2 separate regions of the Zea mays genome follow, and region 1 is linked to region 2. Evidence: chromatin contacts called from public Hi-C data. All regions are on one chromosome and are shown on one strand. The core of a region is the stretch at or near the end of the contact, and the rest is flanking DNA. Distances in the headings are between cores, read along the strand shown. Region 1 holds the start of LOC100381412. Region 2 holds the start of LOC103629275 (actin-97).

Region 1 (5,629 bases), core at 2,584-5,083, 340 kb after region 2:
GGTTGCCCTGCCTTCCCCTCCGTCGGCGGGGAAGAAGGCGGGACGAGCTCGAATGTTGTTCTTCCACCACGCGGGGAAGACGTCATCGATTCCGCCGCCGGCGGGCGGGCTGTCGGCCGCCATTGTCGTTGTCGCGCGGCGGTGGAAGGAGTATCATGTCGTAGCTGCAGTCGAAGGACATGAACTCAAGACTCCCGAAATGGAGCACCGTCCCGGGTCGGAGAGGTTGCTGGAGACTGCCCATCTGGAGCTTGACGGGAAGCTGTTCGTCAACACGCAACAGGCCCCTACCTGGCGCGCCAACTGTCGGCGTTCCGAGACCGGGGGGTCCCTTGGGCCGACGAGTGAGTGTCGCTGCGTGCCCCAGCCCAGATGTGTCGAGCGCGAGGGCGAGCGCGAAGGGGGGAGAAGCGAGGCGGCCGGAGACCAGCGTGAGAGAGGTGGGAATCCCGCGGCCTTCGTGTTCGTCCCGCGCCCAGGTCGGGTGCGCTTGCAGTAGGGGGTTACAAGCATCCATGCGGGAGAGGGAAGCGAGCGGCCCCAAGAGAGCGCCTGTCTCGTCCTCGTCCCCGCGCGGCCAACCCTCCCTAAGAGGGCCCTGGTCCTTCCTTTTATAGGCGTAAGGAGAGGATCCAGGTGTACAATGGGGGGTGTAGCAGAGTGCTACGTGTCTAGCGGGGGAGAGCTAGCGCCCTAAGTACATGCCGATGTGGCAACCGGAGAGGTTTTGGCACCCAGCTGGTGTGATGTCGTGGCCGTCAGAGGAGCGATGGAGCCTGGCGGAGGGACAGCTGTCGGAGCGGTTGGGTCCTTGCTAACGTCCTCTTGCTTCCGTAAGGGGGCTGAGAGCCGCCATCGTCACAGAGCATGCGGGGCGCCATCATTGCCTATCTGGCGGAGCTAGCCAGATGGGACACCGGTCTTGTTCCCTGCGGCCCGAGTCAGCTCGGGGTAGGGTGATGATGGCGCTTCCTGTTGACGTGGCTGGCCTGCGCCCTAGGTTGGGCGATGCGGAGGCTCCTCCGAAGCCGAGGTCGTGTCTGTCTTCCATGGCCGAGGCCCTCGGTCGGGCGAGGCGGAGGTCGTCGGCAGAGGCCAGGGCAGAGTCCGAGCCCTGGGGTCAGGCGAAGCGGAGTTCGTCGTCTTCTGGGGCTGAGCCCGAGTCCGGGCCCTGGGTCGGGCGGAGCGGAGTTCGCCGTCTTCCGGGACTTAGCCTGAGTCCGAGCCCTGGGTCGGGCGAAGCGAAGCTTCCTATGGTGCCTTTGGCAGGGCCTGACTGCGTGTCAGTCTCACTCTATCAAGTGGTACTGCAGTCGGAGTGGCGCAGGCGGCGCTGTCCTTCTGTCAGGCCGGTCAGTGGAGCGGCGAAGTGACGACGGTCACTTCGGCTCTGCCGGGGGGCGCGCGTCAGGATAAAGGTGTCAGGCCACCTTTGCATTAAATGCTCCTGCGATTTGGTCGGTCGGTGCGGCGATTTAGTCAGGGTTGCTTCTTAGCGAAGGCAGGGCCTCGGGCGAGCCGGAAACATGTTCGCCGTCGGAGGGGGGGCCTCGGGCGAGACGGAAATCCTCCGGGGTCGGCTGCCCTTGTCCGAGGCTAGGCTTGGGCGAGGCGTGATCGAGTCGCTCGAATGGACTGATCCCTGACTTAATCGCACCCATCAGGCCTTTGCAGCTTTATGCTGACGGGGGTTACCAGCTGAGAATTAGGAGTCTCGAGGGTACCCCTAATTATGGTCCCCGACACGTATTTTAGTTAAAAAATAACTAGCGGACGATAAATATTCAAGAACGTATGTAGTACTAGCTTAAGCCAAACGTTAATTTATCCTCTGTTAATGCTACTCTGTTAATGCTCTGTGAAGAAAGACATTTTTAGTACACTAAAGGACGAAGTGATCTCTTACAGCTTACGCTTCGGATTAAAGCCGGTTGTTTGGACTGCTGCAGCTATAATCTATAAAGATAAAAACACTGTAGAAACAATATGCATCATCAAGCGCTTTTACCATCCACCAAGTTGGAGTGTATGGAAATGGTATCCTAACTAAGCTTTCTCCTCTAGTTAGTTTTACCATTTACAATACATTGTTGTTCAGTGCAAAGTCAACATTATACTCCCTCTATCCCAAATTAAGTTCGTTTTATTTTTCTAATGGATTTGTGCGATATTTAGTATGTGTTCTATATATATGTCTAGATTCATCATTATCCAGTTGAATATATACAACTTGCGTGCACTAAATAAACATCAGTTTCACTAAGAATGAGAAATTTGCATACATTCCATGCTGAAGTGTATTTTTTACCACCAAGTTAGTAAATGGCATGTTGTGGGGGTATGGTCCCACATGTCATGTGACTCATATTGAGAGGTGGTACGAAGATATCCCATCAAAATGCATCTTACATGGGTAATGCACATTGGGATCCGGGAATGTGGCTGTGTGTAGTGTAGTACTACTAAACCTTAATTATTTGATTAGATTAGATGTCATGTCATTACATTACTTGTGTTGCAATTAGTACAGAACTACTTCACTGTCATATCATCATTCAACTAATTGTGTCAATATGCACTCAATATGTCGGCACCACCATCAACTCTAAATGACCAATTATGATAGCATTCTATCAAGCAACTGTTCAATGGATGGGAGTAGTTTGTGCACTGGGCAGCAGAAAACAAATCATGCCAATGTTTATATTAATTATGTGAAAAAACCTGAAAAAAGGCTAACATAAGAAATATTTCCTTGTTGCCTAGTTTATGCTTGCAAACATTCGCCTTTTTTATGCAGGGAGACAAAATGCATCATGAGTAAGATTCATTGCAAGCTCCAGTAAGGAGAAGTTATTTGATATCCACTGTTGAGATCACGAGATGTTCTGTTGTGGTATACTATGCAGACATGCTTCTATGTCAAGTTTGGCAAGGAGTACTATACACTCCAGTTGGTGAAAGTTTCTTGCTCTGCATTTCCAACCTAGAATCCTGTAATCTGTTAACCTGTCTCCCAACTTGATCTTCTCAAAAGCAGCACCACCTCGTCAGATAGCTAATTAAGCATTTGTTAATCCTTCTATGTTTCAACAAAATTATCCAATCACTAACTCCTGCTGCTAGCTAGTAGTACATGGCACTACCATTTCTTCTTTTCCCTTTCCAAATTCACATACTAAGAAGAGGCCGCTAGATCTTAGAGCATATCCCAGAGTTTTTCGAAAGCTCACTCTAAATTATTATATAGAGAATTATTTGTATAAAAATCATTTTCTATATATTTGAACTCTCTAAGAGTTTTTCGATATCTTATTTATAATCTACGTAGTCTAGTCGTTATTGTTTTCTATCCATTCTATCTTTGGCTAGCAAAAAATCAAGATTGTTATATTTAGATAACTAATTAAAAAATATATTTTATGATATTTTTTAATTAAAATCTCTATTTGTAGGCGATTAGATGGGATTCAGAGAGTCTCTTGGAGTTGATATTATCATTATTAGACTGACATCATGCCAAATACTAACAGTACAAATATGCAACAGTTTTCCAGAAGAAAGAAGCATATGTGTCTGCCTGTCACTCTGTCAGCGAGCGAGGAAGACCATCCATCCAGATCTGAGCAACAGTAATCAAACCCATGACCTAGTGCCCGTCGCAGGAATAAAATTCCATTTACAGGAGGAGCAAGTCGATCATAGCAACACCATAAAAAACGAATTGTTCCCCAAGACTAGCTGGCTACTTGTAAGAAGTCACAAGCCAGGCCAGCAGATACGGTCAAGCAAGCACTTAGAAAACAAGTTAAAGCCCAGTGAAGAGTCCAAAGCATGAGCACAAACAAGATGGGCGTGGGCATGGCCATGTGGGGAGATGAGTACAGACATCACCGCCGGGTGAGCCGGAGTGCCCGAAAAGAGAAAGAAAGCAGCAGGAACAGGGTGCCCTGTTCCAATCTCGCGAGATAAACTTTAACAGCTATTTTTTAGCTACTTTTAGCCATTTATAATCTAAACATGAGAGCTAATGGTGATAATTGAAACTAAACTTTAGCACTTCAATTCATATAGCTAAAGTTTAGCACGAAGCTAAAGTTTAGCTCATGAGATTGAAACGGGGCCTAATGGAAGAGGGGCCGTAGAGAGAGAGAGAGAGAGAGAGAGAGACGAGACGAGAGGGAAAGAACAAACAGGGGGAGCCCATCCGCCGTGATCAACAGCACAGAAGGTGAGAAAGCGAGAGAGGGAAGAGCCGAGCTGGCAAGCCCATTGATTCCATCCATCCTCGGTGCACGCCAGCCGGCGGCCTCCCAGTTTCCGGCGGCGCTCCGGCCGGCGGCGCTCCGGCCGGAGGCCGGGTGGATCCCATCTTGTAGGGAGTGCGGAAGCCGTCAGGGGCAGGAGAGCTCTTCCTGCCTTCGGCGCGTGGAGAGCTGACGCTTGGTCTCCACCAGGAGCTTGTGGTACGCGAATCTTTCTTGTTCCTGCGCAAAGTTTGGTTCTTTTCGCTGTTTTTCTGCGCATCCTACTAGTCAGTTGGTGCCGGCAGGCTCCTCGCATTTCTGGAAGAATCTACTTAGTAAATTTTCCGGATTTCTAGTCCCGGCGGTTCTGGTGTTGACGTTCCTTGGCAATTTGAGTAGGAAAGTTGCATATTGCAGCCACGCTGATACCGATTTGGTTTGCAACGTTGGGACGAAAGTTGCCTGAATTAAGTTCGGGTCTGCATTTCTCGGTCTTCACGACTGATTTTAGCTGTGATGGTACGCGAACCTTTCTCGTTCATGCGCAAAGTTTGGTTCTTTTTGGTGTTTTCTGCGCATCCTAGTCAGTTGGTGCTGGTAGGCTCCTTCTCGCATTTCTGGAAGAATCTAGTTTGTAGTTTTTCCGGATTTCTAGTCCCTGCGGTTTTGGTGTTGATGTTTCTTGGCAATTTGAGTAGGAAAGTTGCATACTGCAGCCACCCCTGATACCGATTTTGTTTGGTAACATTGGGACGAAAGTTGCCTGAATGCAGTTCGGGTCTGCATTTCTCGGTCTTCACCACTGATTTTAGCTGTGATGGTAATGTGCTGCTAAGCTACTTGGCTGAGGAATGTTTTCTCTGTTTGCAACATCTTGTTTTCTAGCTTGCACCAGGTGGTGTGAATTTACATGTCAATAGACGATGCCATCAGAAGTGCTCACACAGATAACCAGTGTGAAGCTGACGGTTGGCATGTTGCTACTCGCCCACACCCTCATGATTTTATTAGGCTGTCGTTGGTGTGTAGATTATGGTTCTCCTGGGGGTAATAAAAGGATGTAGTGGAGTATTTCAAGTTGCCAGCATAAATTCATCTGTTGGCATACGTTGTATGGTCATCTAAATTTTTATATACAAAAATGTGAAGAAGGAAAAAAAACTTGTCTGATGCCCATCAAGTCTGCTTACAAGGAGTGACTTCATTTAAATATCAGAGAAGCTATTTTCATCACGGTATAGGTGAAAAATTTAGCAGACTTATCCCTTTTACAAAAATCTTGTCCGCTTGTAGTTATGGTTTCTGTCCAGTAACTAGTGGTAATAGTTATACTTTCGGTGTTTTTTATTTGGCCAGTTTCGATGGAGTCATAGGCACTACCA
Region 2 (5,412 bases), core at 1,287-3,786:
TGCAAGGGAAGTGATCTCCTTGCTCATACGATCAGCGATACCGGGGAACATAGTCGAACCTCCACTGAGCACAATGTTGCCGTAGAGGTCCTTCCTGATATCCACATCACACTTCATGATTGAATTGTATGTTGTCTCATGGATTCCAGCAGCCTCCATACCAATCATGGATGGCTGGAAGAGGACCTCGGGGCACCTGAATCTCTCTGCACCGATGGTGATTACTTGGCCATCAGGTAGCTCATAGCTCTTTTCAACTGAGGAGCTGTTCTTGGCAGTCTCCAACTCTTGCTCGTAGTCAAGAGCTATATACGCAAGCTTCTCCTTGATGTCCCTTACAATTTCTCGCTCGGCGGAGGTTGTGAAGGAATAACCCCTCTCAGTGAGAATTTTCATGAGCGAGTCGGTGAGGTCCCGACCAGCAAGATCCAGACGTAGAATAGCATGAGGAAGGGCATATCCTTCATAAATGGGCACAGTATGGCTCACACCATCACCAGAATCGAGAACAATACCTGTAGATTGAGAATAAAAAAAGAGGAAACTTCAGTCACACCGTGTAAACAACTAATTTTGACTTCCGTTATTTATTCTTGGTATACTAGCTGAGATACTTATTTTTTCCCTGAATTCATAATTTCATATCACCATGCAGACTGAGGTAACCACATATGCAGTGTATTTTGAGTTATGCAATCTCATGAGCAAGAATAGAAGATAAAGATACTTGGTGGGTTGATAAGAGCCTAATGGAAACAAAGAGAGAGATTACTAGAAAACTGGATCAACACTGAACTAAAAGGAAGGAGCAGGTCATACCAGTAGTACGGCCACTAGCATAGAGTGACAGGACTGCTTGAATTGCAACGTACATGGCAGGAACATTGAAAGTCTCGAACATAATCTGGGTCATCTTCTCCCTGTTGGCCTTTGGGTTCAAAGGAGCCTCAGTAAGCAACACAGGGTGCTCCTCCGGGGCAACACGGAGCTCATTGTAGAAAGTGTGATGCCAGATTTTCTCCATGTCATCCCAGTTGCTTACAATACCGTGCTCAATCGGGTACTTGAGCGTGAGAATACCTCTCTTGGACTGTGCCTCATCACCAACATATGCATCCTTCTGCCCCATCCCTACCATGACACCGGTGTGACGAGGACGCCCAACGATGCTAGGGAATACAGCCCTTGGTGCATCATCGCCGGCAAAACCAGCCTAGAAGATAGATACACAAAATTAGTGGCATATTTGGGTGGGGGAGACTATGGCTGTACAAATTAAGGGGAAAAGCACTGACCTTGACCATTCCGGTGCCATTGTCGCAGACAAGAGGCTGGATGTCCTCACCATCAGCCATTTCTACAGAACTGCTGCAGGTGGCGCATATGGATAGAATCAAATGAGTCAATGATGAAAGTGTTTTAGTTCAATATGTGATTGAAAAGGAGCACTGGATTTGAGACGCATGCTAACTGGAAGACAACGGTTTCTGACGTTATATTGAATCTGAAATTTGCAACATCGCATTCAGGGGCGGGGCGGATCCAGTAAAGGGACTTATATGCATCTGAAAAAAAATCGCACCCCCCGCCGCGCTGATGCCACCGCTGTTGCAGATCCGGACTCATGGAATGCGGATCCGTGCCCCTGCAAGTGGATCTCCACCCACGCCACGCCACGGATCCGGCCATAGCGCACCAGATCGAGCCCAGCCCTAGCTGGCGCAGGCAGGAGGAGGCAAGCACGCTTGGGGAGGGAACTCGCGAGGAGAGTACAAAGGCCTCGCTGCCGCCACCCTCGCACCGGCGCGGGCCTCCGGCCGCGTGCTCAGGCGGCAGCGAGCGAACTCTTGCAGCGGCGGCGCGGGTTCCGCCCGTGTCGCCCCGCAGAGGAGCGACGGTTCGCAGCTTCGCACAGCATGAAGGGAAGGGAAGAGAAGAGGTGGGAGTACCTGGTGGGTGCTCGCTGCCGGCGAAGAGGCCAACGAAAGCCTCAGCACCCTGGCTTAGGGCGGCGGCGGCGGCAACTGTGGTCTGAGAGCGAGGAGAGCAAGAGAGCAGGAATGCAGCGGACGGAAGGGGAAAGGGGGAATGCAGGAGGAGCAGTTGTTTGTGGCCTGCAACCGCGAGAAGACTGCCAGACCCAGATGCGATTGAGAAGGGATCTGTTCTGTGCTGGCTTGCAATTCGACGGGTTTGGCTTCTTCACAAAATAATGGACAGTGAGGGGCTTTTCTATAAACACTTTCCTCCAGCCGTTGGATCCGTCAACCCGATCTGCATTACAGAGACAGGTGTGTCGTCGTCTCCTCACTCTCGCCTCTCCCCTCTTCACCCGTGGGCCGACGCGCCGCCGCAGCAAGCAGCCGAGAGGGGAGGGGATGCTAGCCGCACGGAGGGGCGCGGCGGCCGCGTGGGCGGCACAGGCCTTCCACTCCTCCTCCGCAGCGCTCTCCAAATCCACTGTAAATCCACTGTACCCCCTCCAAATTAAACTTCCCCGCTCTCTCCAACCATGCATATCTGTGGCTCTTCCTTCCAGCGTACTAGATGCGATGTGATGCGAGATTAGCCTAGGAAACATTAGCCAACGGCAGGCGCCAGCGCCACCAAAAAAACAAATAATTCCGTGTCAGCACACCTTCAGTGGAATTTCAGTACCAGTAGACAATGGATTTAGCTTGCATTTCCTTTCCTTCCAAACAAAAATGTGCGTGTGCAAGTGTAATGTTGCACGCTCTCACTAGTCGGAGAGCTGTTAGTTGTTCAGATATATTTTGTAATGACTTATTACAAGACCCAGCCCAGTGCATATATCACTCATCGCTCCTTAACCACTCGCCATGTATGCACTGTGGCATCAGAGCGTTTCTGGAATCATTTCGAACCTAACAGTGGTTTTGGGCAGCCTCGATTCCGCTTCACCGTCCGTGAAAAGCGAGGGGATGCGAAGAGCGCCCTTAAGAACCTTCTGCTCAATGGCGGCACATGTCAGGTATTTGTCTTGGCGATCTTTTTTCTTTCTCCCCTTCCTACTCGTGAATTCTCTCTGCCTGCAGACATGTGAGCTTGTTTGTCTCTAAGCAATTCCACTAATGCACTTAACTTCTGGAGCGACCCCGTTTCGATGCGGTCGTCCTGGTATAAGTAACTGGACATGTACCACATGCCGGTTGGTGCTCGTGGGCACAAACAGATTTGCCTCCTTCACCGCTACAGCTCAGTTCATACCTGTGACTGCATTGTTCTTTTTCATTTGTTCGGGGAAATACATTCCCCGCTGTGAAAGTGGATTGCTTCAAGTACGCGTCGTTGCTCTCTACAGGAAAGCAGTAACAAACAAATGAGGAAGCAGAAAGGTGGTACCGGGTCGAAGGCTCAGCGCTCTGCTCCAGGAAAAAATCCCTGTGGAAAAAATAAGCGTAAGCTCTTTCAAACCGTTTACCTTGAGTGACTTTTGAATTTTAAATGCTTGTGTTGTTCTGTGTACAGCTCAATTATATGTTTTCAATCATCTAGAATACTGGACAGGATACTAAAAATACACAAACATGAGGGCTCTGCCAACCTTTTACACGTGCATTTGTTCCGCACTAACATTTCCCTGCGAGCATTGGCTTTTAATGATTTTTGCTCCATTATTTATTTGCTGGACGATCATTTTCCTAGCACCTTTGCTATGTACCTTTTATTATTTTATGGATAAGTTACATTTCACGATCTGCTTGTTACCTTCAAATTATTATTATTTGGATGGATTATACCTAAAAAATTAGCCTTGAATAGGAGCACGAGCACGTAGAAAACACAGTTATTCACGTGCATGAACTTTGTCTTATGCCTTCTGTTGGGTTTTAACTCTAGTCTACTCTAACTTGGGACGAAAAGGCTTTGTTGTTGTTGTATATTTGGATGACAAGAACTGCACATTGATGTTTAACTTAGGCGGGCATTACTGGAAAAGCTTCGATGATGACGATGAATGCGCGCACACACCATATGGTACCTATGGTGGTAAGAAATCTTTCACCTGGTACTGGCCTGGGGAGGACGACGGCCTTGGTAGTAATCCTAGTGGTTTTCAATGGAGGGAGGAATCTCAGTCTGCCAAATCAAAGGAGAAGTTCTGGAACGAAAGTGACGTCGATGAGGACGAGGGGTCGAGCCGTGATGATCTGCGAAGCTATAGGATTTCTCTCGGATTGCCAGTTTTAGGTCCCTTAAAGCTGGATCATATTAAGGCTGCGTGAGTCATCTGAACGTTTCCTACAACACCACATTGCACTTGCAGGGCTTCAATGTCACAAGGTTGCTAATTCAACATGGTGATTCTGCAGTTTTCGTGCATCTGCTCTCAAGTGGCACCCAGACAAACATCAAGGGCCTTCACAGGTTGGTGTCATAGTATGTGTGTTATCCTTGCATTTTATCATCTGTTTCAAATGATTCTCGTGACTGGTGCTGAAGCTCAGTATCTATTCCTTCAGTGCATGGATAAATCCGGATCGAATACAGACAGATACTAGTGATTTTACATTTTTTTCCTACATCTCATATTATATTCTATATTTTTATCTCGGGTCTTAGAACCAGATACAGATTATCTGGATAATGGTATCTATCTCATATAAGTACATATCAGAAATCTGATTTTGAATATCCGGATTCGGGTACGGTTGGATGCTAAATTTTCGGGCTTAGATACAGACTATTCATATAGAATTTTGACCCTTTCGGAACGGATAGATAGCGGAATATATCCTTTCCATCTTCATCCCTACTTCAAGGAACTGTTTTGCGTGCATTGCCAAATTGACATGCACGGCACACTTAAAGTGATTGAGTTGATTTGTTGAAACTGTGGATTGAACATGAAAATACCAGCTCTGTTCTTTTTTGTTGATTTACTTAACCAAATCACCAAAGATGTTAATTCTGGACGCATCTGTATTTTCCAGGCTGAAGCAGAAGAAAAATTCAGACGGTGCGTGGAAGCGTATAACGCATTGACTCGTGCTTTCAGATCAAGTGGCTAACTACCGCGAGGAATTTTGTTCTTTATGATTTGAGGTTTTCTTAGGACTCCTAGTGATGTGTGCGTGGCTGCTGGTCTTCAGGACACAGAGACTGCTAGAAGTGAAGTTCAGAGTTATGGCTTCATGTTGATAACGAAATATATAAGCATAATCTTTACAAAAAAAACATAGATTAGGCCAGTCCTGCCAAATCGTATGAGAACGCAAATTACAGGGCTCATTTGTATGATGATTTGGTTCCACACAACGCTGTAAGTAGAAAGCAAATACTGTTTGTTCCATGCTGAGATTTTGTCAAGCAAATACTCCCAGGATGAAAGTGAATAACCGAATTGTTAGTATAAATTTAGTATTTTAAAATATATATGTATGAAACTTT

What was found. A called contact is a pair of places that touch in the nucleus more often than the background predicts.
Region 1: a contact with region 2 is called in a Hi-C map of endosperm, with 2.9 times the contacts expected there. The contact joins the promoter of LOC100381412 here to the promoter of LOC103629275 in region 2. A contact is called at or near these places in 7 of 25 Hi-C or Micro-C datasets (bundle sheath, ear, endosperm and 3 more).

Annotation. Positions count from the first base shown.
Region 1 is chr6:49,517,407-49,523,035 of Zm-B73-REFERENCE-NAM-5.0, forward strand. LOC100381412 reads left to right here and starts at 3,834. Exons shown (of 5, transcript NM_001361425.1): 1 at 3,834-4,466.
Region 2 is chr6:49,174,857-49,180,268 of Zm-B73-REFERENCE-NAM-5.0, forward strand. It overlaps LOC103629275 (actin-97), which reads right to left and starts at 2,537. Exons shown (of 5, transcript XM_008650452.3): 1 at 1,950-2,537; 2 at 1,296-1,365; 3 at 820-1,213; 4 at 1-515. The coding sequence starts at 1,355. LOC100285325 reads left to right here and starts at 2,310. Exons shown (of 6, transcript NM_001158218.1): 1 at 2,310-2,462; 2 at 2,906-2,992; 3 at 3,323-3,419; 4 at 3,943-4,243; 5 at 4,335-4,389; 6 at 4,956-5,314. The coding sequence starts at 2,379. The coding sequence ends at 5,033.